Regions from separate parts of the Zea mays genome. Here region 2 is linked to region 1. Evidence: chromatin contacts called from public Hi-C data. All regions are on one chromosome and are shown on one strand. The core of a region is the stretch at or near the end of the contact, and the rest is flanking DNA. Distances in the headings are between cores, read along the strand shown. Region 1 holds the start of LOC103641028. Region 2 holds the start of LOC100284728.

Region 1 (4,749 bases), core at 1,516-4,015:
TACTTTATCGCAGATAACATATTGTGTACTTGACAAGAATATAAGATAAGTAACAAAACATGGATAACAAAAGGAAAAAAGAACACATGAAGTGTGAGCTCTTCTATCAACCATAGCGGCAGCTATATCTTGGCTTGACAGGAACAATGTGGAAGTCCAAAATCGAGTACATGATATAATAGCACCAAGGTGCTATTTGGTTCACGAAATGTAACGTAAATGGTAATGGTAATGATTCACACTCGAGTATCGACGGTAACAAGTTTGAATAGGCCGGTATCCATTTCTAGTGTGGTATCAAATTACGGTTGCACTTAAACAAACAAAATTTAATGTTATCGGTTATCCATTACGTTATCAATATGTGAACCAAACGGCACCCAAGTTGGTAATGTAATGGAAACAACATAGTAGAAACAACTCAGTGAATCACCCAATGTTATTACTCCCTCCGTTTTGAATATGTGGCGTCAAGAATAATAAATGCCATTTATTTAAAAGCAGAGGGAGCATCACATTGTTTGTTCATGACAATATAGAGAAGGAACCTTTTATTTGAAGTAAGATAAAAAAAATACAATAAGAGTGAATTACACATATACGATGGAGTTTTTTTTACCTTGAGGGATTCATGAGATCTATTGCTACCTGTGAGAGCAGTTACACCCGAGCGGTACAGGTATGGAGTTGCTTCTTCTTCATCAGTAAAGGAAGCAAACTCTGTATCTTCAGTATACTCCTCACTCACCGTTGCTGAGACAAATTCCTTTGAATCTTTATCAACTGATGCCTCTTGTGATAATGCATCTCTTGAAGAAACGCTTGAGTTATCGCCATCCAAAGGCTGGATTCGGAGGTAAACCATGGGTTGGGCATTGTTTTTGAAACTTCTCTTGGAACTGAGAGGCACAGGAACACTGGTGTCCTCATGAAACATTGCATGCTCTGCAAGGTCTAGTGTTGCAGACCCCAAATGCTGGCCCTTCAGCTTCTCCCTCCTCGGCTCATACAAGTTCAATTCAAGCAGGTTCTTCTGCCACTTTCCACTCTTGGATGACCCCTCCTTCTGGAAAATAGCCTGTAAGTTTATGAACTCATTAAATTCAATCTTCCCTGCTGTGGAACCTGACCCAATTGAAGGCGCAACAGTGCTCGTCTTTCCTGAATTGCGCTCGCCATTTTCCCAGAAGAGTACTACGGAGCGCAAAGACTTCAACGATTCAGAAGGGGGCCATGGGCTGATTTCTTGGATGAGAATATTGAAATCCACATGGAAGGCAGAATCCTTCCTTGTCTTGGTTCGGAGGCCTAGCACCATTGTTGCAGTGCAGGGTACAGACTGAGCTTACTGGATGAAGAAGAAACCAGTCTACTTCTGCAATTCACTCTGAATAGAAGAAATCAGACACAATGGATGCGAAGTCCCTGCATTCAGCAAGGCAGTGATTATCTTACTAGGTAAAGGAGAAAAGAAAAACAGTTAATGATTAAGATCGTGTGCGTCGAGACCTAATGCTAATAATAATAGCAGCAGCAGAAGCAGATGATCCTAGTGGGGATGCAGTGAATAGAAAAACTTCGTTAAAATACAAAATTTTCAGCAAAAAGAACAAGGTAGCGTAAAACCCAAATAATACGGACGCATGAGTCGATGAAGCAAAGGGAGATAACTCGAACCTAGTTAAACTAGGGAAAATGCTAGGGACAGCACGAGATCTGAGAGAAGAGACGACTTTGACCGGACTGGACTGAGACTAACCAATGCAGCATCCAGAACATGTGAAGTACCAGCCCAATACCAGAGGCAAAGAAAACAGACAGCGTCTTGCATTAAATCAAGGGCAATGGAAAGAGAAAAACAGACAGCGTCTTGCATTAAATCAGCCGGTCTGCAAGAGCAGCTCCCGTAAAGAGAACCTGAGCCATCAAGGAACCAATCAATGTTCATTGGAAAGAGAAAAAAGGGAGCATTTGGTTGAAGAAAAAGCAAAAACTTTACCCACATTAACAACAAAAGAGATGCAGAGTACTGCTAGTGCTAGCAAAGCAAAACTGCCAAGCAAACCCAAGAGGACTCGGTACGGGAATTACAATGAATGCCGATTAAATTAGCAGAAACAAGTTAGGACAACCAAAATGCAGTATCAAAAGCCAGGACAAGGGGGGAGGGAGTTGACTGGGTACAGAGCCCAAACCAATCAAGTATACTGTGAAAAAGAAGGCTCAAATGCAGAGAGAAGGATAAGACAAGGGCGGCCACGGGCAAACCGAAGTAAACGGGTCAAGAACCGCAGCTGCAGCAGTTACCTGAATCTAGCAGGGGCAGGCCAATCCAGACGCAATGCAACGAACCGGAGAAGATTGATGGGGAGGATGCATCGGCTGGAGAGGATTTCAAACGTCGGGGTAAGGGGAATGATGTCTGTTCGGCGAGTGAGTTCGTGGACGCGCAGTCCAGGTTGTCGGTGTGTGGGGCTAACAAGGCGGATACAAGAAGCCGGACGTCTTCCTCTGCCTCGAGGAGGAGACGAAGAAGAGATCGTGGACCCAAAGCAAAGCGGAATAAACTATTCCGGAGGAGAGGAAAGAAAAGAATCTGATCGAGTTTTCTAATCGAAATCTAGGGAGCTCGAGTCACACCTCACACGGAACTTTGGGGTTCTTTTGCTTGTGGAGCACCTACTCGTTCATCATTACTTGCCAATTATTACTCCTGTAATCTTCACAGTACTACACCTACTACTAGATGAATATCCTGAATATCCTGCTACAGAGTGAACATCTTTATCTCGTAGTTGCCTTGTTGCTACGATAGCAATGACCGACAAAATAAATTGGGCAGCAACGACAGAGAAAACGACAACTCCCCACAACTATTAAGTACGTGTAACGTATTAACCTGAAAGTTTTACAGAGAATCAATGTTAAACTTATCTAAGGATGGAATGACATCCGCAATTTTACATCATATTCGTTTTGTATTGTATAACAAAGAAATGAGATAATTGAAATTGTAAAATGGTCTATGGAAAGTATTTTGCAATGAGCTTGTCAACATGAAAAATCAAATTATAAATGTGTGAGAGCATAACAGCTCGAGGTTGAAGCATCTAGACAACAAAGTGGCGTATCAGGATAAGAGGTTTGGGTCCTGCTAGCCACTTCAACTTCCCGTTGACAATGTCAAGTTGCAGACTTCCTCCAGATTCATCAAAAGCATACTGAAATGGTGAAACATTGTGCCTAGAATTAGTAATGTGATGTCGAACTCTAGTTCATCTATAAACCTGATATAGATAATAAGGAAGCTCAGGAAATTGGTCAAGTTAATTTCAACTTATAGTATGTTGCAAAATGGGTTGCACAAAGAAACATAATTACACTTAAAGATCACATCCTAGAATTTAAAACTTCCTCTCATTTAACCATAGCATCTTTCTAAGTGTTGTGGAAAAGATCTAAAATGTGGGTGGTGTCAAGTCTGCCGAACGCGACACCAAAGACAGGCTAGTGCTCTTCGCCATCACTGATATAGACATGGAAGCAGTGCTCATTGTCCGAGACGTCGTCACATGAATTATGTAAAAGAGGCAAGATTGAATGTTATGCTCCATCAACTGAAGTAACTCCATGAGCTAATTCATAGGAATGCATATAGCTTTGAAGTAAATATTATTTTCAAGTACAATGCAATTTACATTTGGTGGAATCACATATTTGTAAACACTATATATCAAACAACACAAAGTACTTAGATTAATAGGCTCTTGTGTGAGAAAAATCAGAGGGCGGGTGGAGGAACGTCGGCCCCTATGTTGGGTACCAGGCGTATGCGTGTTGAATCAATTGATGATTGGAAAAGCCCCAACCGTGGCATACAAATAGGTGTACACAGATCATAGTTCGTAACTCAAGGAGCCATATTTGGTAGCTTATAATTACATGACATTCTAATCTCAATGAGATCCCAAAAATCCGGACTGTTCTCTATATACACAGTTTGTTACACAAGGCAAGATACGCACAACAGATTCTTCTAGAACTCTTTCATCTAACATCCTCGCTCAATCACAGACGAGATAGGTTGAGATTGAACTTGAATTGTTCTAGAGACCGAACTGGCAATGGCTTGGTGAAACCATCTGCAACTTGATCACCTGAAGATATAAAATCAATATCCAGAAGTTTTCTAGTCACTCGTTCTCTGACAAAATGATAATCCACTTCTATGTGTTTAGTCCTGGCATGAAAATTGGGTTTGCTGACAAGTACTTTGCACCAATATTATCACACCATAGTTTAGCTGCTCTTGGGCAATTAATCTTGAGTTCATATAGTAAAATCTAGATCCACATCACCTCTGCAGTAGCATTGACAATTGCCTTGTATTCAGACTGTACTAGACCTTGATACAGTGGGTTGTTTCCTTGAACTCTTGATGAGGACATCACTATGAGTACGACTACACCAGCAACACCTCCACATCAAGCGCCACTTCCTTCATTAGCTGGGCCAATCACTCAGGCCCGTGCCAGAGATCTTAACTTCGTCATGCTACTGAAGAATGAGGGACCAGAAGAATAGACGACCAGCCCAACTGCGGCCCATAGTGGACGACCTAGGGTTGGTCGCCCCTAGGGGCTGCGCCCCCTCTCTCTATTTATCCAGGAGCCGCGCCTCCTTTGTTCTTCGAGTTTTGTTTTACATCTAGCTTTAGCTACCCCAGAACACGCACAAATACGTGTTGTC
Region 2 (4,749 bases), core at 1,176-3,675, 940 kb after region 1:
AGTAATTGAGATTAGGTATGTCAATGGTTTTGCATTCCAATGTTAAGGGCAAATCCTCCCCATCAGGAAAATGAATTGGTGGTTGGTCATGTGCAGATGGGAAGAAATAATTATTGTGCTTTGCAATGGTTTTAGGAAATACACTGAAAAGTAGCATGAGACCGATATGCTGTTCAATAACTTGAGAGCACATATGAGAGAATATATTCAAAATCTTATGAGCAAAAGTACACAGGACATAACATTGTCACTAACCAAGATCAATGGGATGAAAAAGCATCTCTGGGACAAGGAACCTCTCGTTTGTCAAGACAAATTCCTACAGAGTTAAAATCTCATCAATGATATCATAATACCACATGGCAGCCAATACCAAGGAGGCGAGGATGTTACATTTTGACTTAATTCTGCCTTTTTCCGATCCTCGGACTTATTTGTATCCATACCATGGTCTTTGCTATCTGATACTTGAGGCAGGGTGCGATATCTAAGTGCTTCATCCATATCCTTGACAAACCCTTTCTTGTATGTTATACCATCAGGGAGAATATAAGAACATCTAAAAGGGTTATCCTTAAATGATAACCTGCCCAGAAATTGCACAGCAAGCTGCTAAGAGATTTGAGTAGCATAAAATCCCATAGTTTAGTCAACTCATTAGTAGGTCCCCATTTCAAAGGAATGTGATTTTACATCATTTAACTCATTCTTTCTTCCCTAATACAGCACAATATATTTTAAGAAAATGCCTCTAAACAACTTTCAAGCAAAGGAAACATGTACTTAATAACATTCTCTTAGCATCCGTCGACATTAATGGCATCTGGATTCTGGAGTTAGCATTGTAAATTCAGGGTGCTTTACGAAGACACTATAAACAACAATATGAGAAAACAAAAGTCCCAAGTATAGGATAGTCCCAAAAACACATTCCAGTGTCCTTAGGTTAGTTATCTATTTGTTTGTTTGACAAAGATAAGTTTTGTGTTCTTAAAATTCAAATGCTAAGGTCTTTCAAGCCTTCTAATGCCTATAGTGAAGTTTCAGCTCAAAATGCTAGTTCACCAGCTCCCACAAAAACATGTGTGCATGCACAACACCTCTAGTTCTGGAAGCTACAAAATCCAGTTTGTCAAAAAAGGTTATCAATGTGTGCACTTAAATTGGTTAAACAGACAAAGTTCAAACACTAGATGTTCCTAGATGGCCCAACCTTTAAATTTATTCAGAACTTACATGAAACATTAACCCTAAACAAACAAAAGAAGGGTTGGCACATGAAAGGTTATGAAGACAGCTGACCTGGCAAGGTGTAGATCACCAGGGACATCAAGCGAGACAAAACATAGCTTTTCCTTTGCATCATCAATGAGGAGAGTTTCATCCATAACATTAAGGGAACGGTATGAGACGAGCTCCTTGAGATAGTTTGTAAGGGCCTTGCCGCCAAGGTCCATACGCCGAACACCATAATTAAGAGTAAAGTTCTGAAGTACAGGGGATGCATGGGTGAAAGAGAAGCCACAGTCAACAACAAGGCTGCATTGGGCACGAAACATCATTGGTTGTCGGCTAGCCTCATAAAGGTGGACAAGGGAAGGACCATCTGCAACATAAAGCGAGTTGAAGCCAAACTCCTCGAACACTAGCTCATCAGTTGCATGCTGTATCGCTGGAGGGTTAAACATGGGTTCCACCAGTAACAAGGACGAGTTAGTAGGATCAACCTGGAGAAGATTGCGCAAAACCCGTTCCCACACATCCCTCTGCACCTCGGTATTGATAAGATAGCCACGGTCAATAGGACGCTTCAAAGTCATGCCAGTCACATCGACATCTTCTGCCTGCAGCTGGTCAGCCACAAGCCATTTCTTCGAGCTGGCATTGCCACCAGGGGGTTTGGCCATACAGTTGGGGACAACAGCAATTGGATCATTGTCCCCCCCAAAGCCAGCCTTGAGAAGACCACCCCCATTGTCTATCACCACCACACCCGATCCACCCGTCATTGAATATCCCTATCTTAGTTCAACCTCTTCTGAGTGCCAGGAGTACCCGACAGCAATCGATTAAGCGACGATTGATCGCCGTTTAAGCGTTTAATGCCCCCCCAGGCCACACAGTTGCGCGCGTCGTTCCCCTGTCCCAGCCGATCGTGCGGAGAACTCACCTCTCTCGTCCGTACCTGTCTCTGCCGCTACAGGATCCGCCTGTCCGCCACACTCCAAGCCCTGCGCGTCCGCCACTCCTTGGCTGGAAGTGATCGACCAGTGGCTGGCGGCGTTGGTTTGCCCAGCAGACGAAAGAGAACAAAGGAAAGGGGAACGGGAGATGGCGGCGGTATAGGGCGCTTGGAACGGGGGTTCATGCCTTCAGGGAGTAGGACGGGAGGTGGATGGGATGCCCGGCGGCGGCACTTGGCGCAGGGGACTTGCGGCGAGCATGGCGTGGCGGCCGCGTCAGGGTTTCGAGGAAGACGGAAGACCAGCCAGGGCTGCCGCACGATGTGGGCCAGCAAAACAGATGGGCCTTCACCGCCGACAGGAATGAAGAAGAAGAACTAGGGCACTTTCGTGGGCCAGCAGGCGCTTGTGGCCTCCGCGGCTCCGCCGGATGAAGAACAGGAACGCCAGGTGGGCTTAAAGACCTAGGCCTATTTGGATTCGTAGTCAGGTACTGAAGTAGTCAGGTGGGTTTGCTTAGACTCTCGACAGCGGGCGCCTCTTCGTTCAGAAAGTATACGTAATCTCTAGCCTTCAGAGCATGCTCTACTTCACCCTCTCACTTTTAAAACCAGATGTTTAACCATCTAAGAGCTAGTTTGAGAACCCCATTTACCCAAGAGATTTTATTTTCCCAAGAGAAATCAGTTCATTTTCACTTGATAAAATGAAAATCACTTGAGAAAATGGTTTTCCCAAACTAGCCCTAAACTTTATAAAAGCGGACAAATAACCTCCAAATAATTTTAGTTAACTGTTATGATGACATGACACTTGTTTAAATGGAACTATTTTGTCTTTTTTTAATTCTGTTTTTTCTACTACCATCAAAATTTTATACAATTTTACACAAATCGATAATTAGATATTATGTTAGCTGTAATTTTCTATAACATTTCTAGAAGCCATTTAATTACTAAAAATAAAAAAACTACACAAAAATAACTTAAGAGTTTTGTCTCTGATTCATTTATTATCTTATTAAGCTAAAACTTTTACTAGAGTTAAACAATACTATTCATAAACTACAAAATTTTGTGTTGCTTTTATTAAGAAAGATAGGTGTCCTTTCGTCTAATTAATAATTAAATTAATTTTACATTTGTTTTTTAGAAACACCTAGTAACAATAAAAAATGATCTCCATTTTTTACATAGATTATCTCTTAGCTAAACTAATATATACAAATATTTTCAGATTTTTTAAGAACATTAAATCTAAACCTATATAAAATTCTGAGAAATATTTACATATTTATGGGTCTAGATTTAAAATTCTCAGAAAAATCTGGAAATATTTGTGTATGTTAGTGTAGATAGGAGAAGGTTTGTGTAAAAAATGGAGATTATTTTATTAGTGTTTGGTAAGTTTTATAAAAAACAAATGCAGAACTGATTTAGATAATAATTAGAAGAAAGACCACTTAACTTTCTTAATAAAATCAACAAAAAAAATTCTTAGTTTAGTAATAGTGTTGTTTAGCTCTAGTAAAAATTTTGGTCTTATCAAAGAAGAAATGAATCAGAGACAAAAAAATATTAAGTTCTCTTTATGTAGCTTTTTTGTAATTAAACTATTACTTCTAAAATTTTACAAAAAAATTATGGTGAGTATAATATCTAATTACCAAATTTGTGTAAAACTACATAAAATTTGACACTTGTAGAAAATAGAATTAAAAAAGACAAAATTGATGTCACTTAAATCAGTGCAACATCATTAAAATGTAACATCTCAAATCCATCAATTAAAAGTAAGTTAATATTAGTTGCTAAACCTAGTAGAGAAGAAAGAATTCTACAATAAAAGAAAGAAATAGCATAAAAATATAACCCAAGAGATTTTATTTTCCCAAGAGAAATCAGTTCATTTTCACTTGATAAAATGAAAATCACTTGAGAAAATGGTTTTCCCAAACTAGCCCTAAACTTTATAAAAGCGGACAAATAACCTCCAAATAATTTTAGTTAACTGTTATGATGACATGACACTTGTTTAAATGGAACTATTTTGTCTTTTTTTTTAATTCTGTTTTTTCTACTACCATCAAAATTTTATACAATTTTACACAAATCGATAATTAGATATTATGTTAGCTGTAATTTTCTATAACATTTCTAGAAGCCATTTAATTACTAAAAATAAAAAAACTACACAAAAATAACTTAAGAGTTTTGTCTCTGATTCATTTATTATCTTATTAAGCTAAAACTTTTACTAGAGTTAAACAATACTATTCATAAACTACAAAATTTTGTGTTGCTTTTATTAAGAAAGATAGGTGTCCTTTCGTCTAATTAATAATTAAATTAATTTTACATTTGTTTTTTAGAAACACCTAGTAACAATAAAAAATGATCTCCATTTTTTACATAGATTATCTCTTAGCTAAACTAATATATACAAATATTTTCAGATTTTTTAAGAACATTAAATCTAAACCTATATAAAATTCTGAGAAATATTTACATATTTATGGGTCTAGATTTAAAATTCTCAGAAAAATCTGGAAATATTTGTGTATGTT

Evidence for each region. A called contact is a pair of places that touch in the nucleus more often than the background predicts.
Region 2: a Hi-C map of ear shows a contact between it and region 1, with 4 times the contacts expected there. The contact joins the promoter of LOC100284728 here to the promoter of LOC103641028 in region 1. A contact is called at or near these places in 2 of 25 Hi-C or Micro-C datasets (ear and tassel).

The regions. Positions count from the first base shown.
Region 1 is chr10:39,393,100-39,397,848 of Zm-B73-REFERENCE-NAM-5.0, forward strand. LOC103641028 reads right to left here and starts at 2,766. Exons shown (of 9, transcript XM_008664441.3): 1 at 2,308-2,766; 2 at 620-1,425. The coding sequence starts at 1,318.
Region 2 is chr10:40,331,086-40,335,834 of Zm-B73-REFERENCE-NAM-5.0, forward strand. LOC100284728 reads right to left here and starts at 2,426. Exons shown (of 7, transcript NM_001367196.1): 1 at 1,303-2,426; 2 at 394-586; 3 at 256-319. The coding sequence starts at 2,009.